2 separate regions of the Sus scrofa genome follow, and region 2 is linked to region 1. A link is a contact called in public Hi-C data. All regions are on one chromosome and are shown on one strand. The core of a region is the stretch at or near the end of the contact, and the rest is flanking DNA. Distances in the headings are between cores, read along the strand shown.

The links. A called contact is a pair of places that touch in the nucleus more often than the background predicts.
Region 2: a contact with region 1 is called in a Hi-C map of embryonic fibroblasts, with 2.4 times the contacts expected there. The contact joins two enhancer-like sites. A contact is called at or near these places in 3 of 47 Hi-C or Micro-C datasets (embryonic fibroblasts, fetal heart ventricle and fetal skeletal muscle).

Annotation. Positions count from the first base shown.
Region 1 is chr1:205,965,540-205,969,590 of Sscrofa11.1, reverse strand. All of the region lies in intron 1 of BNC2 (zinc finger protein basonuclin-2), which reads right to left. Among named protein-coding and RNA genes, the nearest start is that of BNC2, 42 kb to the right of the region's middle. Within about 2 kb of position 1,935, at least 8 of the 83 cell types and tissues checked have an H3K27ac peak or open chromatin away from gene starts, as enhancers often do. A contact at or near this core is called in embryonic fibroblasts, where this site is marked.
Region 2 is chr1:206,604,615-206,608,665 of Sscrofa11.1, reverse strand. No RefSeq gene overlaps it. Among named protein-coding and RNA genes, the nearest start is that of CCDC171, 540 kb to the left of the region's middle. Within about 2 kb of position 1,660, at least 4 of the 83 cell types and tissues checked have an H3K27ac peak or open chromatin away from gene starts, as enhancers often do. A contact at or near this core is called in embryonic fibroblasts, where this site is marked.

The DNA of each region.
Region 1 (4,051 bases), core at 686-3,185:
GTATCAGCCCTCTCATCCAAATTATCAAACAGATCTTCTTCATAGCAGGAAACTGAGCTAAGCCTCCTGAAGAGGATCAGCTAATTTGTCTGTTTTTTTTGTTTTTTCATGTGTAAGAACCCTATTAAAGAGTTTACTAGGAAACAAGCTCTTACTTAGTACTCTCATTAAATTCTCTAACCAACAAATTCTTTTCCTCAAATACCAAGTAGAAAAGTCTATATGTCAAAATATATTATAGCAGCTCCCATTGTGGCTCAGCAGAAATGAATCTGACTGGTATCCATGAGAATGTGGGTTTGATCCCTGGCCTGGCTCTGTGGGTTAAGGATCCAGTGTTGCCATGAGCTATGGTGTAGGTCATAGACTCAGCTCAGATCCCATGTTCCTGTGGCTGTGGTGTAGGTGGGCCGCTGCAGCTCCAACTCAACCCTAGCCTGGAACCTTCCATATGCCATGGGTTTGGCCTTAAGGAAAAAAGCCAAAAAAAAAAAAATCACAAAGGAAATAGTTCTATGATGGCATGCAAGAAACTTTTTTCCCCCCTTTTATTGGCTCTGCCTGTGACATATGGAAGTTCCCAGGCCAGAGATGGAATCCGAGCCATATCTGCAACCTATACCACAGCTGTGGCTTAACCCACTGTGCCACAGTGGGAACTCCTACAAGTGAAATTTTTACCTAAAGGAAAACAAATTTAAAGTCCACAGAGGAACAGTTTTGACTGCCTTGATTTCAATATGTTCAATACCATATGGTACACAGAAATTTTTTGTTTTTTGAATAGGTAGACTATATGATCTTTTAAATGGAAAGACAAACTATGAAAGGAGAAAAAGCTCAGGGAGCAACTTCAAATTCTACCCCAAAAGAACATTCATTGACTTCCCCTAAAGGCCTTTTTTCCCTCTCTATGGAGGTGTTGTAGAAATTTCATTCAAATCCCTAACAGCTTCTACAACATTATATCAGAATTGTGACCTTCTAAGATGCCTACAGACAGTTTCAACTAATCTCAGTTTGTAGAATGGATTAAATGAATGCACAGCCCTCTGCACAGATTACACATGTCCATTAATCATTCGTGAGTATCTTAAGAATAATTCTGGAAAATCTACAAAGATCCCCAATAGTTGAAAGTGATAGGAAATGTCTGACAAAGTCCTTTGGGAATCAGTAACACAGATAGGTTCTGATTTCTATCCTTGACAAGGTACCATATCAAACAACAGTGAGGGAAAATGTGTTATTTATTGGCTCTTTTCCCTGAAGTATATAATTGAGAGGGTCTGGTTTTTTTAAAAAATATTTGATCATTTTATGACAGGACAGTACGCCAAGAAACTAGTGTTAATGAGGTCTAATGGCAGAATTTAAGACTCAAAACTTATGGAAATTCAAAGACCCCCTTCTGTGGCCATGGACAGGCTACATGCATTCTTTCTTTCAGCCACATGTGTGACACTCTCTCAAGTAAACACTACTGCAAGAAGATAAAGGCTGGAGGAGGCCTCAATCACTCCTGGTCCCAGTTTCCACAACTGTTATCTTCAAGGTAAGCGAAGGTGTTCAGAGGTGCTTCCCTAGTCTCAAAGCTCCAGCAGGCGTGCTGACGGAGAGGCCCCCAGGCGCTGCAAACTACTGCTGTCACTTTTAGTCACTGCTCAGCCCAGCTAATGCCATGCCTGTCATGACAAGCACCAGTCACCTCAAGGCACCACACCTCTGCCTTGACAAAAACATACCTTTGAAAAGGTATGAGCCACAGAGGGAACCTGTTTCAGGGGTTGCCAAGGGAAGCCAGCCTTGTCTATAAACAGTAGAGAGGTAGTGAAACAGCCCAAAGGCACAGATAGAAGAACTGCTAGCCCTGAGTGCCAATGAGTGTTCTACCTCCTGTGCATGGACGGGGACACAGGAAGATACTGTCTGACCAGGCTAACGTGGGTTTAGTCGTCAGCCTAAATCTGCCATCTGGTGTTAAGATACAGCAGATCACACCCCAGATGTGTTCCTTCAAACAAATCACATCTTTTTTCCTTATCCCCCTTTATTTTCTCTCTGTAAAAGAGAGGTGCCTGCCAAAGATACCAATCAGATGAAGTTTATTTTAAACTACAAACTCTTGTGAACTTACTCAGCCAAATGAGTAGGTATGACATTTCACGCACCCACACCCCCAAAGCCACCACTTTTCAGAAATGGCATCTACAGATGCTAAGCAGAAAATCATTTGTTTACTACTCATTGACCTAAACGTTGAGGCTATCCTTAGTCATCCGAAAGCCATTTCAGCTGAAAAATGAAATTTGTTTCAGTGAAGTGGAGTTCTGAAATCCTTGTCTTCCTCCTTATTTCTGACTCAGTATATCTCATTCCACGACTGGGGTGGGGAAGGGTTATGCAGTGCTATCATTTGCACCTCATTACACTTGGGCTGGAGCTTTGAGAAAGCTGATATTCCCTCTAAATTTTTACAGATGCTTCTAGTTTACCAGTTCATGACTGCACTACTAGAAAAGACTTCCTGCCTCTAAACTGCTTGCTGGCATGTATGCTGAATTTCAAAATCCCTGAAAAAAGTAAACCTTTGTGGTGTTCTCTTAACTTTCTGGTTAGGGAGGGGGGATGGTCACTAAAACCACACCAGGCAAAAAAGCTTTTTCTCCTGTGAAGTGAGACTCAACTTCTCAGGCACATTCCCTCTTAACGACTGACTGACTGTTCATCTTGATTTGGAAACACCCCCCCACACACACACACATACACAAAGTGTTCATGAACAGAAAGTTATTTGTGGAAGGTGTTTTTCAGCTTAAATTATGATGAGGACACACACATAGGGCAAATTGTGGGAATAATGCAATCCGAGACAGGCCTTTCACCTGAGCTTATGGGTTTCCATTTATTTCATACGTGCCATGGGATAAACACTCAGGGACAGAGACAGGGACACTTTCTAACCCACCCACCCCCTTTTGTTTAATGGCTCCAAGGTTTTTTCAAAGTTCAAGGCAGGTGACACTGGTCTGTTCTTAATCTTTACTGCTTTAGCAATGCTAAGGCTGATGACGAGGGACACAAATCCCTGATGGAACTGAATGCATTCCAAGCTCCCCGACCCACTCAAAGCCGTAATCCCCTGCAGCTGGATCTTACTTACCACCATGCACAGCTAATACATTTTTTAAAAGCTAGTCACTGGTGACAAATGTAAACTGGACAGAGCAGCAGCTCCCCCCCCTTCTCCTTGCCTCTCTCCCCCACTCCTCACAATCTTCCCCCATAACCCCGAGACTTGCTGTTTCTGTGATTGATAGGACCTGCCTTTTAGAACCACCAAGCCTGTGCCCCATAGTTCTGCTCTAAGTGACTAGAAAGATTTTAAAAGCATCTTCAGCTGTCAGACTGTAACAAAAACAAGAAAAAGTCATCCTTAACACAAACATTTCACAACTGAGAAAACCCTATAAGTTGAGATTATCACTGCCATATTCAGTTCACTATTTATTTAGCTATCATACGCAGGCAAACTGTTGGGACACTGGCGGCTTGACTGAATTGAGCTGGTTGTCATATTCTTGGGCATAATATAATTAGGCAAAAGAAAATTTGAGGCTTGGGGATCTTTTGTGATTTTGTTTGGACCTGTTCACTTTTTTCTTTTGCCACAAATTCAACAGAAATCTAAGTAAACAAATAGTCTTTCATGGTGGGAAAGTATGTTTGCACCATGGATTTTGAGCATCCACTGAGAAACGGAAAGCAAGTCACTCAAGTGGTTAAAAACTCTGTGCTGGATGAAATCTCCAAAAATCAAGGCAACAAACTATGGAAACCCCAGCCTAAAGATAGGAAGGATAAATAGATAGATAAGTGGTCTCATATGTATTGTATACAATACAGATGACAAATTTTGATAAAGGCATGAGCTATCCACTGTACCTGATGCAAAACCAAGGGTTAATATATGTAACTTTTTTGGGTTTACTCTCGTTTCCAAATAACTAGCAATAAGTGCTATGATTTAAGCAATATTACCAATTAGACT
Region 2 (4,051 bases), core at 411-2,910, 640 kb before region 1:
ACATGGAATTACCACCTCTCTTCTCTGCCTTCTCATCTTCTTCTAAAAGGCATATCAATGTTAGACAGAAATTACACCCCAAGTGTGTTATTGGGTGAAATTAGAGGCTGCAAGATCTCTTAAATGGTGTAGCATCTAAAGGTTTGACTGGGGCTAGAGGACTCACTTCCACAGTGACCTGATCCATTCACATGGCTGTTGGCAGGAGGCCCTGCTTCCTTACCACATGGGCCTTCCCCCCACCGTGGGGCTGCTTGAACATCCCTACAACATGGCAGCTGGCTCCCTCCATAGCAAGGGATCCAAGATAAAGAGCAAGGAGGAAGCCCTTGCCTTTTTATGTCCTGATCTGGGAAGTCACACCATCATTCCATTCATTAGACTTGAGTTGCTGAATACACTTACATTTAGGGAGGGAATCAGGGTCTACTTCTTGAAGGAGGGGGTATCAAAGTATTTGTGGTCATATTTTATGACCACCATGCAGGTCCACTAGAGCACTGAGGAATCTCAAAGTCATTTAAGAAATGCTTGATTCTAACATTCATGTAAGGAAACCAGAATGATGAAGATTTTCCTTAGTTATATACCTCATCAGAGGTGGATTATAGGATTGCTCTGAAGGTACCTTGAAAATATATGGTCATTCTTCTAAGGAGAACAGTCACAAATACAGCAAGTAGATAATTACAACACACTGCACCCAGTGCTCTAACAACTGTATTAAGATTTATTGAGCCCTCACTGTAAGCCTATCATTCTCAGAAGGGCTCCACATGCAAGTCATAGCAACCCCCTGAGGTGGTACTGATTTGACCCCCATTGATTTATGAGGACAGAAAGGAACTGGTGGAGCTGAGATGAAAGGAACATAAACCAAAAGCTGAAAGAACCCAGAGAGGAGGAGCCTCCTTTTGCCTGGGTGGTGATGGTGAGAGTTGTAAAAGTCATCCTGAAAAAGGAGATATTTGAATTGGGCTGTAAAGCATGAGTAGGAGCTCGTTAAAAAAGACAAGGTAAGAGAGATATCAGAACACAGTCTGGACAGCGAATTGTGAACACTGAGGCTAGGGAGTGGAGAGCTGCCGGGATTTTCCCACAGGGCCTCTCATACATTCTGGTGGATGTGAGCAAGCTTTCTGTAATATTCACATCTGAGTTTTACACAGGTCGTGCCCACAGTCTGGTTTTGCTCCATCTCCAAACGGAAATTCCTGTACCAAATAGACCTTGAAGGGAACAGTTGTGGATGTGTAAGAAAGAGAAAAATATCTATGTCTGCCTGTGTCTAGTTAGCTGTGTTGCTCGAAGCATGCAGGGAATGAGGTTGCGTCTTAGGTTCATTTCCAACGTGGTTGAGTTTCCTTTTCTTTGATCCATGCCATAGACAGTGACCACAGCCAGCTCTGACCTGGCCAGCTGTCCCACTGCTATGTTTGGCTGGTTACAGTCAAGCTGGTTAAACTTCATTCACTTTATTAGGGCTGGATAGGAAGCCTTAAAGCATATCTTAATGACAAGAACCATCTTTCTACATGAAGGATGCTACATATTGCAACACATCATTGACACAGAAAACTCCTATCTAGCCTGACTATGTAAGGTTATGGTGGTTAGTTAAATATTTTGGTTAACAAACGATTGCTACAGAAGTCCTCCATGTATGACTAACTTTCAAAGAATTAGAATCCAGTAAGGCACTCCTTTGTTCTAAAATAACCCTGTGCATGCTCTAATATTTCTGTGAAGGCCCAAAGGCACTACAGAAGACATGGGTTCTTAAAGTCCACATTATGATGGCAAGGTTAGGTCAATGAGGCTGAGAAGGAAAAAGAGGGCAAAGAATATTTTCCTATGGAAACCACCAAGCTTGCTCTGGCCACTGAGTGTGGAGGTAAACTTAGGAAATCATGCATCTTCCTGATTGTTCCTGGAATGAGAAGACCTTCCAAGAGGAATACAGGGCCATTCCAGAAGACAAGAGTGCGGGCAAATAGTGTCTTGGAGCTTCCTGACCCATAGCTAGAAAGACTTCTGTTGAAAACTTTCCTGCTAATCAAAACCAGCTTCAGAAGTGAGTCAGAGTGCAATTTCTGGAGACACTTCTTCATAAGGGCTTCATAGAACATTGCTGGGGTGCTAGATCTTATTGGAAATATAACAAGATGGAGAAAATTATATTTATCAGAAGTATTTGTGTAGTTGAAATATTTAAAAGAAATGCTGTTTGCAGTGGGTTGGGGTTTCTCAACAGTTGCATGTCACTTTGTCTTCAAATGAGGGCAGGTCTGGTTGACTGCCAAGGTTTTGTTTATCTGAGCAGGGTATGCAAATTTGAGACCAAGCAGAATTGTTCGAAGAACAGAGGAGGGGCCTAGTGGTGTTTGTTGTCCTCTCCCTCTCCTCCCACCCCTCTGCACAATATTGAACAGATATTTAAAGAAAATCATTTTGGAGGAACACTCAATTGTGAGGCTTCCCACTATAGTTGTCATATCTCCATCTGGCTTTGATCCTAATGCATAGATTATGTAAAGTCCATTGGTTGACTTATCTCATGACCCTGATCACCCCACTTTCTGCTATTTCACTGCTGGTTATGCATCCAATAGAACATGTGGGAAAGAAAAAAGAAGAAAAGGGAGCTAAAGCAGTCAAGTGCTCGACTTTTTAACAGCTCTAATTTTTTTAAGTAGGGGTGGGGTTAGATGGAAGAGGTTGCAACTGGTGTTAAAAATGAGGTTTGAGGGACTCTTACTGTGGCTCAGCAAGTTAAGGACCCAACATTGTCTCTGTGAAGATGTGAATTTGATCCCAGGCCTCGTTCAGTGGGTTAAGGATCTGGCATTACTGCAAACTGTGGTGCAGGTCACAGATGTGGCTTGGATATGGTGTTGCTGTGGCTATGGCATAAGCCTGCAGATGCAGCTCTGATGTGACCCCTAGCACAGAACTTCCATGTGCCCCGAGGTGTGGCCATAAAAAGAAAAAAGAAATGAGGTTTGAAAATTGTCTGTATCTGGTCTTAATCTATACTAAAACTAGTCTTAAAAAATCATCTCAGAGGCTTTGCAGGTGAAGAGACTGCTGTCCAAAGTGACTTGCCACAGGTTAAAATGCTATTACAACATATAATTAAGAGATTATCAAGGAATTCCCTTCATGGCTCAGCAGTTAACAAACCTGACTAGGATCTATGAGGATGTGGGTTCCACCCCTGGTCTCGCTCAGTGGGTTAAGGGTTAAGGATCCAGCATTGCCATAAGCAGTGGTGTAGACCGGCAGCTGTAGCTCCAATAACACCTAGCCTGGGAACCTCCATACGCTCTGGGTGTGGCCCTAAAAAGCAAAACAAAAACAAAAATAAAAAACAGAGAGAGATGATCAATGAGATCCAGTAAAAGGATCCCCAGGATAGAAAGAGTCTGAAGCATCTGGTCATCATCTTTGTGTGTGTGTTTCTCCTTCTTCTACCTGGTAAGAAATAGAGGAAGAAGAATTATTCATGATTCCTTGTGATTGCCCAGGATTACTCTCGAGAATAATGCTACCCACCTGCATTATACACCTTTTGTTTGACAATCATTTATATAGGAGTTATTACTTGAAAGGCACTGTTCCAGGCAGATTCTGAATATGAACCTATTTCATGATTGTAGCACCTCCCTGGGCCAAGGACTAGTGGTATCTCCATTTCGCAGATGGGGAAACTGAGGCATGCAGCTAGCAACACCAGTGAGTTGGGGTGTGGCCAGATAGTCTGGCTCGGAATCTGCCATTAACCACTAAACTGGCCTGACTGCAGAGCTCTGCCCCTGTCTTTCCAGAGGTCTTTCTTATAAACCCCTGAGATTCCTCTAAAGTAACAAGCATGCAGCGATCTGGTGCTGGTGCGAGTGCAGAGCTTTTGCTGGCTGGGAAAGGGCCCCTGGAAGGGTCCTCAGGGTGGAACAATGGAGCAACATGAAGACACCAACAGGAGGTTTTTTCCCACAGAAACATGAGCTCTGGGGGCAACAGAGGGAGGAAGATGGGTGAGGGCGAGGCCAAG